Regions from separate parts of the Sus scrofa genome. Here region 2 is linked to region 1. Evidence: chromatin contacts called from public promoter capture Hi-C data. All regions are on one chromosome and are shown on one strand. The core of a region is the stretch at or near the end of the contact, and the rest is flanking DNA. Distances in the headings are between cores, read along the strand shown. Region 1 holds the start of FAM72A (protein FAM72A). Region 2 overlaps SRGAP2 (SLIT-ROBO Rho GTPase-activating protein 2).

Region 1 (4,454 bases), core at 869-3,368:
AACTACCTTCCAACCTTCCAGGGATAAGGCAGCTGCCCATTTCAAACTCTACCCCCACCCTCACTCCCAGCAATCATTAGAGGGAAGACATGGCCCTTCCCAAGTCCTCTATGATAGGAAAAGGTCTCCTTGCATTGGTGCAGGGAAAGAAGGAGGGGCCCCTCCCTCTGTACTCTGAAACAAAGGAAAACCCAGAGCTCCAACCATGTGGTGTAACATTCAAGGCCACCCACCTCTCCCACCCCCCCAGCTGAGGTCTCAATGGGCTAGCGACACATGGCTTTTCCAGTCACTGGCCAGGAAGGGACAGTACCTTGCACAACCATATGCTGGGGCTCTTTAACAGGCAGGAACCCCTTCTATGGGAACTGCTGGTTTAAAAAAAAAAAAAAGGGCTATCTAGAAAGAGGTTTTGATTTATGTCAAATTCAGTCGGGCAGGCAACTAGACGTGCCCGACTGGTCACCTGTTTTCTCTAGGTCCACATTTTGCTTCACCCTTCACATTTTTGCAGAGAGGGATGTGGGCCTTTAAAAGCATGTATTCTGGAGCAGAGGACAACACAGAAGGGTTAAACAATTATGTCTTCCCAGTCTCCAGAATCAGCACCACCCAGCAACATCCCAGTTCCATTCAGGTTTAGGTGAGGGCGGAGACGGGGTGTGAGTGACCTTATTCTTTCGGTTCTCTGACTTCTGACTGAATGCAGACAGCCAGAGACCAGGCAGGTACAAGGTCCACCCAAGGTGGCCACAGACTTTCTGGGTCTGATGCCATAGCAAATGTCATGTTTTGATCTAGTGCATCAGGAAAAAAACCAAAAAAACCCAAAAAACCCTGCCTCCCCCAGGGCTCTCCAAATGGTACACCTTCTCCACGGTATGCCTTTTCCTGCCTGGACTCCTCTTCCACCTCTGAAATAAATTCCCAAACACCTGTCAGATTTCAGCTGTCCTTCAAGGAAACCAGACCCAGGCACCCAGAGGCAAATTGCCGCCTTTCTCTCTCCAAGAACCTCCTGCCCCTCCCCCACCCCATTTAGCCTGGAGGAAAGGACTGCCAAAATAATGGCCAGCCCTAGGACAAGTCTAAAGCCAACTCCAAAAATTCATTTCCAGATCCTATGGCCCCTGCTATGGACAATCCCTCAGAGACTCAGACTCACCTAAGAAACCACCTCTAGGGTCACCTGCCCCCTACCTGCTCCACCCAAAGAAATGAACATCCTGCAAATCATGGAAATACAGGTCTCAATGGTCCACAGAGCACATGCATTATGTTATTTTTCAAAGCCCTTACCTTTGACCTGAGTATCGTACTCCGCTATGATCTCCTTATCCTTTTTGAATTTGGCTGGAGACGTCATGTTTTCCTTCTTTCTTCCAAATTCGAATTGTGAATTGATAGATCCACGGGGAAAATCCAACCACCGAAATCAATACCTCCAAGATCGCTTCTCCCGCGGGCAGAAGGGGCCCCCCGCGGTGGTCTCCAGCGCTCCGGGGAGCGCGGGCTGCGGGTTGGGCAGGCGACTACGGCGGGCACATGCAGTCGGTGGGCGCTGGGGCCGGGCGCGGCGTTGGTCGGTTCCTGTGCTAGAGCCCAAGCCGCAGCCTCAGCATTAGCCAGGAGAACTGCAGCGCCCGGAGGTTGGCCTGGGGTCTGACATCAACGACACAGGCGGGGAGTGGAAGTCCTTCCGCACAACATGGTGTGGGGGTGCGGGGGTGTGGACGCGCCCAGCTGGGTCCCCGGGAGGGAGCGGGTGCGTCTCTGGGTGCTGGGGGAGGGCTGGGCGTGCTTCGCGGTTTTTTGTTGCACAGACTCGAAGATGCTGCAAATCAAATCCCAAACGGGAGCCGCAGCAGCGTAGACTGGATCGGAAGTCGTTTGCTCCGGTTCACTTGCCTGTAAATGCAGGGGAAAGGGGAGGGGGCGATCAGCCCCAGTGCAGATCCTAATCGCTGCGGGGGTGGGGTAGGGGACGCCGTTTCCAGGCTGGCCTGGGCCCATTCATCTCGGCCAAACGCTGCCGGGCCCTCAGAGCCCGGCGCAGAGAGGTGGGGAGGAAGGAAGCTCCCTCCGGATTTTGTTTTAAGGCTGAAAAAAAAAAAACACTTTGGAGCAGCCGCCTTAGCAGGCTTTGGGTGGGGACTGCGGCGGGAACGCGGGGCTCCGGGCGGGGACTGCGGCACCTCGGCGGCCTCCCGAACTGGGCAGCGTCAGCCGGAGGGAACTCTCCCGGCCCTGCCTCCGACGCGGTCCCCGACCCGGGCTGGGACAACTCCCTGGACTTCAAAGGGGATCAAAGCCGGGGAGGGACAAGGCACCCGGGCACAACTTTTCTTCCCCTCCGCCCCTCCTCTCAGTTGTTTTGTTTTTGGTTACTAGCTTCTCTTGGCAGCAAAATGTTGCAGGGGGGGGCGGGGGGGGTAGATCTGCAGGAAAAAGCCTGCTCGGCACGGGACACATCCAGGAAAACAATGTGGTCGGCAGAAGCAGGAAACTGGTTAGAGGCGAGGGTCGGAGTCGGGAAAACCGGGAAGGCGGGGGTGGGGGACGGGGGGACGGAAGGCAGCCGCCGCCTGTCCCAAGTCAGGGACAAGAGTGACTCTAAATGCCACCCCTAATTGGTCACCCAAGCCCAGAGATCTCAGATACCGCACCCAATCCCAGGCTGGGGGTTAGGGCAAGGCCAGTGAGGGCAGCAGTCCCGACTCCTCGCACCAGGAGGTGCCCTAGGAGATTCCGCTTCGACCCAGGCCCAGGAGGCGGGAGAGAAGAGGGCGGAGTGTAGTGCCGGGAGTCTCGCTACAAGACGCGCTGTAAGCGGCGACTCTCCCTCCTGGGCCGCCCGGTTCCCTTTCCGCGCCGGGAGTCTCCCACTTCCCCCGCCTGAAGAAAGGGCCGCACTGAGGGAGGAAGGGAGAGCAGAAGCGGCGTGGTGATTCAGGCCGGCAGGAAGAGAGGAGGGGGGTGAGAGGTGGGGTCCTAAGACTGCACGGGAGCCAGGGATAACTGGAGCTTCTGCACGCGCTTGATAGGCGGGGAGAGGGCAAAGGGAGGATAACCCTGGGGCTGGGGGGGAAGTTAGGAGACTATTGTGGGCCGCGATGCTACACGCAGCGCTAGGATGTTAACAACTTTGCGGTTCCAGATATGTCTGGGAACTGGAGCGCGTAAAGAGGAGCCATTCAGGTCCGGCTGGGGGCTCGGGCAGGGGAAGAGCCCCGGAAGCAGTGCGGAACACCCATCCTTCTAGGTCCAGGGCTGTAACTGGGCTGTCTGCCGGGGCTTGGAGACAGAGTAAGAGGGCAGCTGATGGCTGCAAGTGATGCCACCGACGGTTGCCAAAAGGTGGACCGAGGCTGCCCATGTGCAGGACTTGGGGAGGGGGCTGGGTGCGGACTGCGCGGCTGCATGTGAGCCAACGCAGAGTCCTAGGCAGTATGGTGATAGGCGGAGATGCAGTCCTGAGTAGTATTATGGGCTGCACTGGGAGACTGGGAGTAGGTCATGGGGGGAGGGGGTCTGAGATATTCCAAGCGACAATGTTAAAGCGTTGCCGAAAGCAGCATCCGCGCCCTCTCCTTCCCGCCCCTGCCCGGGTTTGTTCAGTCAGGGCTCCAGCTCCGCGGCCGGGAAGAAAAAGGGGAGAGGGAAGGAGCCTTTACCTGGCTCTGACGCGACGGGTCCCAGGCCCCCGGCTCCGCTTCCCACACAGAGTTCTCCTCCCCTCTTCCCCGCCACCCGCTTCTACGCAGATCGGTCCCCTAGTCCCCGGAGGAGCCTCCGCCAACTCCGCAGGACCCCGCCGGGAAGCAGAGCCCACCCCCTTGCCAATCACCACCCGTTTTCTATCGACCGATGGGGCTCTTAGCCAATAGAAATAGCTGATCCCGAGAGGCCTGGAATGAGGAGGAGGAGCTGGCGAAACTTGGGGGTGTGACTAGCACTACCGAGGCGTGGTCACAGAGTAAGCTCCTCCCAGGGTGGCCGAACCCCAAAGTAGAACTGATGGGCGGGATTAAAATGGAACCCACAGCCAAACACATACTCCTGAGAGAAGGCACGACCAATTGGACCGGGGTAGAGAGGAGGGGCGTTGCGGAGAGTTTTAGCCAATAGAGAGTAGAGACCGGCGGGAACCTTTAGAATGTCTTCCAGTAAAAAGCGCGAAGGGCGTGCCTTGCTTCTCTCACTGAGGCGGGAGTAGGTCTTGCCCCAACCTCCCAGGGCTGACCAATGGGATCGGGGGCGTGGCCAAGATCCGCCAACCAGAAAGCCGAGTGGATCAAGGCACCGTTACTGGGGCGTGGCGTACGGTTTCTTAGCCACTAAGATCTCGCCAGGGGCAGGCTCCCAAGCCTTCCAATGCGGGACGTGGGCAAACTCTAGTTCTCCCAATCGGTGCGCGACGCTGGCAATTCAAACTGACAGCCTGTTGGAAAGGC
Region 2 (4,454 bases), core at 1,392-3,891, 210 kb before region 1:
ATCACACGGCCCCTACTCTCTCCAGTAAAGACCTAAAACCCACCACTCCCTTTGTGCCACGTGCTTGACTCAGCTATTTCATGTTTAATGTAAACATTTAATATTAGGTCTTGGCTATACTGGAAGTGCTAAGGGAGACAGAATGAAACAAATCCAAAACAACCCCATCATATAAAGTGCGAGTTAAAAATGTATGTTGGGCCCAGTCCCATAATACCCTAGGCTCTGTTTCATGACTTTCAACAAATGAAATTTTCCCCCTGTTTGCACATGAAGCGACACACCCCAGGCTTTCCTGATCTTACTAGGAAAAGTAAGCCTTACTGAGATGCCAGGTAAGAAGTCACATGAGCCCAAAAGAAAGGCACAGATAATCAATCATACTGTCCTTGTGAATGAGCTGTTGAAAGCAAATACGCTGGACTCAGAAGAAAGTTCCCCCTTTGCTAAGGGGACGGAGACATTTGAAGTGTCAAAGTCAAAGGCCTCTGTTTGTTTGAAAATGCTGGAAAAAGCCAGGCATGAGGGGGTGGTTTCAGAGACACAATATTGTTCACACAGCTGCCAAGTGCCATTTTGATTAAAAGTGTAAAGGCGGGGAAAAGCATTTCGCAAAAGCTCAAAATAGAGCTCAACCTTTGGCAATGCAAGAGCAACTTCCTGGAGTTCAAGGGCAGGATGTAGCAGAAGGGGAAAATCCAAGCCTACATTTGGCGAGGAAATGTTTGCAGCAGCCCGGACATTCTCCGCATGCTCCTTCCACCTGCTCCCAGACAGGCAGCAGCTTCGACAGGGAAACTCAGACGGTGGCTCTGTGTCTCCTAAGCAGGAAACTCACCTCTTCGTTCTCAATCTTCAGGGTGGATAAGCGAGACTGCAGTTGTTGGCATCTTTGGACCAGCTCACTCTGGACGGGCTGCTGGGCACAGAGCTGGGAAGCCTGCCAAAAGAAAGCAATATCAGGTCAGGAAAAGGACACAGTTCTTTGGTCAGTTCCAGGGTCCCATTACTGTTAATAAAACTACTCAGCGGAGTTCCCGTCGTGGCGCAGTGGTTAACGAATCTGACTAGGAACCCTGAGGTTGCGGGTTCGGTCCCTGCCCTTGCTCAGTGGGTTAACGATCCGGCGTTGCCGTGAGCTGTGGTGTAGGTTGCAGACGCGGCTCGGATCCCGCGTTGCTGTGGCTCTGGCGTAGGCCGGTGGCTACAGCTCCGATTCAACCCCTAGCCTGGGAACCTCCATATGCCGCGGGAGTGGCCCAAGAAATAGCAACAAAAACAACAACAACAACAACAACAACAAAAGACAAAAGACAAAACAAACAAACAAACAAACAAACAAACAAACAAAAAAACTACTCAGGAGTTCCTGTCGTGGCTCAGGGGTTCACAAACCCGACTAGGATCCATGAGGATGCAGGTTTGATCTCCGACCTTGCTCAGCGGGTTAAGGATCCGGCGTTGCTGTGAGCTGTGGTGTAGGCCAGCAGCTACAGCTCCAATTTGACCCCGAGCCTGGGAACCTCCATGTGCCACAGGTGCAGCCCTAAAAAGAGAAAATAATAAAAAATAGAAAAAATAAAAAAACTCGTACTCAAGCTGTAAAGCTCATAGGTTCTATATTAAGACAAAAGGCAAAGTCAAAGTACGTAGAGCTCTTCCAGAACCAAACAGCATAAGAAAGGAATGAGCTTCCAAATGGAACCTATTTGGAAAGGCCGGGTCTCTCTCTTCGGGGCCCATCTCCAGCCTGGTCTATACAGGGATAGCCTGGTCTGCAGAGGCAGGTCTCCACAGGGCCTGTGGCTCCAAGGAAGCCGGAGTTAGGGCACAGAAGAGGGCCTTGGGCAGCCCGGGCTCCAGATGCACAATGTTTTGGCACAGTGAGGACTTCCTGCCAGACGTCCAAGTGGCCACCTCTCTGGCCCCTCCTTCATTCCCCATCATACACCAGAGGGAAAGCACGAGAGAAGTGGGTCAGGAGGCTAACGTGCTGCTGTTGGCAGCCGCCGTGTGTTTATAAATCTGGGCCATGCATGAGCGCTCTGACTCAGTGAGAGAAAGCACGAAGCCAGGAACAAGTCCGTGGGCTTTGCGAGAGAGCCCCCAGAGGGCATGGAATCTGGTGGAACCTGGCATTTTCAAAAAGCCCTCATTTTGCTCCAGGTCTGCACCAGATCTGTGTGGGAGAGAAGTCTGCCCTTCCCCCAAGCACCCCTGTCAATAAGCTCCCCCCCGCTGTGGGAGGGGACAGCTGGGCTACCGTCTCCTGATGGAGCCCTGGCTATGGCATGGGCATGAGGTCACCTACAGTCCCCAGGATGACAGATGAGGAACAGAAGGCTGGCAGATTGGGAGGCAGGACCACGTGGAGGCCGTTCCTGTCACCTTGCCACCACGTGTCCTTTAGCCTCTTGTCTGTGGAGAGACATCTGGATAGAACCGGCCTCCTCCTTCCCCAGCGACGAGTGGGCACATTCACATGCCCACGGACCATTCTCCTGCTTGAAAAGACAAAACCTCTCTTCAGATGGAGGAGAGGCTGGGACTTGACCTTTTCCTCCATTGGCTTTTAAGCGCTCAACTGACTTGACCTCCTCCCCCAGCTGAGAGGCCGGCCTGAGCCAGCTCTCAGATCTAAAGAGAGCTGACTTCATTCTGGCTCTTGGATAAGCAGACACAATGGAGAAAGCTCGGTGGCCAGGATGGGTTAGTGCCAAGAGTGAAACTCTCTGGCTGCCTGATGTCACCGGTCAGGCATCCCGAGCCCCACAAGCCTCGGGGGGCATCAGGGGTAGAGCCAAGCGCCTCCTCCCAGTGCATCGGAGAGTGCTTGGCATCAGTTCATGTGCTGAGTGCCCCAGAACACCAAACAGCGTGGGGCTTTGGCCAATTTCAGGGCTTCCGGTCAAAATGCCACCCGAACTTTGGCCCTAGTTCAAGGACTTCCAGGCAGCTCCCCCGTGTTGCCGCCACAGTTTACAGACAACCCTCACTGATGGGGATAGACCGCTGCAGGGACCAAGAAAGCCTCAGCCTCGCATCTCTTTTTTTATTTTCCACTCCACGTGAAGGCGAGGCTGGAATGCAAAAGCTTTGCAAGATCTAGGACTGGTCCTGGCCCCTGCCTGGCTCAGCCACCACCGATGAGCTACATCACACAAAGTGAGGACCTAGGCAGAAGAGTGAACGACTGATTTCTTAAAGTGATGTTCACCTAGCAGGGAGGAGTGGAGGGAAACCCACCTCCACGCTTGTTTCTTTAAGAGTCAGCAGGGCTGCTGATGCATGCTTTGGCAGTGGTTCTCTACCAGGGTGCAAGGTAATATATTCCAGCTGTGCTCCAGAGTATGGAAATGAGGCTCTGACAGAGCTGGGACGGGGGCCTGAGCACCCAGTGTTTGGAATCCCCCTTTATGGAGACAAGCTGTTTGGCTCAGAAGGCAGCTCAGTCAACACCAGAAAATGTATCACCCCACTCAGCTGGTTCCCAAGTTCCACGGCTTCTTGGGAAGGAATCTCTGTGGCAGCTGGAGAAGAGGCTTGGAAGGCAGGTTTGCCCAGAAGCCAGGGCAGGTGAGGACCCGGGCTTCCTGGGGCTGGGTGACACCCCTCCCCCCATTCTAACTGCACATGCTGCCATCTCCCGTCCCCATCTGTTCAGACACTGACATTTCCTAAGCGATGCAAACAAACTGCAAAGGGTTTGGTTTTCCCCAAGAAGGCGAGGAAAGAAATCATCTCCACATTTTTGTCTTTAGGATAGAAATGTCCCACTCTCCACTGTGGCCTATTGATGACAACAAATCCACTGGTTACATTGCAACAGTTGTCATTCTGGAGCAGGATGTCTAAAAAGGGTCAGGATGCTAACTTTTTTTTTTTTTTTTTTTTTTTTTTTGTCTTTTTGCCTTTTCTAGGGCCACATCTGTGGCATATGGTGGTTCCCAGGCTAGGGGTCTAATTGGAGCTGTTGCTGCTGGCCTACACCACAGTCACAGCCATGCAGGATCCAAGCTGTGTCTGCGACCTACGTCACAGCTCCTGGCAATGCCAGATCCTTAACCCACTGAGCAAGGCCAGGGATCGAACCTACAGCCTCATGGTTCCTAGTCGGATTTGTTAACCACTGAGCCACGACAGGAACTCCTGGATGCTATCTTTTTTTTTTTTCTTGTACCGCTGCACCTGGGGCACATGGAAGTTCCCAGGTTAGGGGCAGAATGGGAGCTGAAGCTCCCAGTTTACACCACAGCTACAGCAACACTGGATCTGAGCCACATCTGCAAGCTACGCCACAACCTGTGGCAATGCTAGACACTTAACCCACCGAGTGAAGCCCGAGATTGAACCCTCATCCTCATGGACACTATGTTGGGTTCTTGACCCACTCAGCCACAAGAGGAACTCCTGGATGCTAATCTTAATGGAAGCACAATTCCCTTGTTGAGAGG

What was found. Promoter capture Hi-C pulls out the DNA fragments that hold promoters and counts their contacts.
Region 2: a promoter capture Hi-C map of skeletal muscle shows a contact between it and region 1, with 8 times the contacts expected there. The contact joins the enhancer-like site here to the promoter of FAM72A in region 1. A contact is called at or near these places in 4 of 5 promoter capture datasets (fetal liver, fetal skeletal muscle, liver and 1 more), 9 of 47 Hi-C or Micro-C datasets (brain, epiblast stem cells, fetal skeletal muscle and 3 more) and 2 of 2 datasets of contacts at active chromatin or transcription factors (alveolar macrophages and skeletal muscle).

The regions. Positions count from the first base shown.
Region 1 is chr9:66,837,444-66,841,897 of Sscrofa11.1, reverse strand. It overlaps FAM72A (protein FAM72A), which reads left to right and starts at 2,118. Exons shown (of 5, transcript XM_021063305.1): 1 at 2,118-2,825. SRGAP2 (SLIT-ROBO Rho GTPase-activating protein 2) reads right to left here and starts at 3,831. Exons shown (of 23, transcript XR_002335789.1): 1 at 3,675-3,831; 2 at 1,300-1,908.
Region 2 is chr9:67,047,043-67,051,496 of Sscrofa11.1, reverse strand. SRGAP2 (SLIT-ROBO Rho GTPase-activating protein 2) reads right to left here. Exons shown (of 23, transcript XR_002335789.1): 9 at 839-940. Among named protein-coding and RNA genes, the nearest start is that of IKBKE, 74 kb to the left of the region's middle. Within about 2 kb of position 2,641, at least 43 of the 83 cell types and tissues checked have an H3K27ac peak or open chromatin away from gene starts, as enhancers often do. A contact at or near this core is called in brain, fetal skeletal muscle, liver and 1 more, where this site is marked.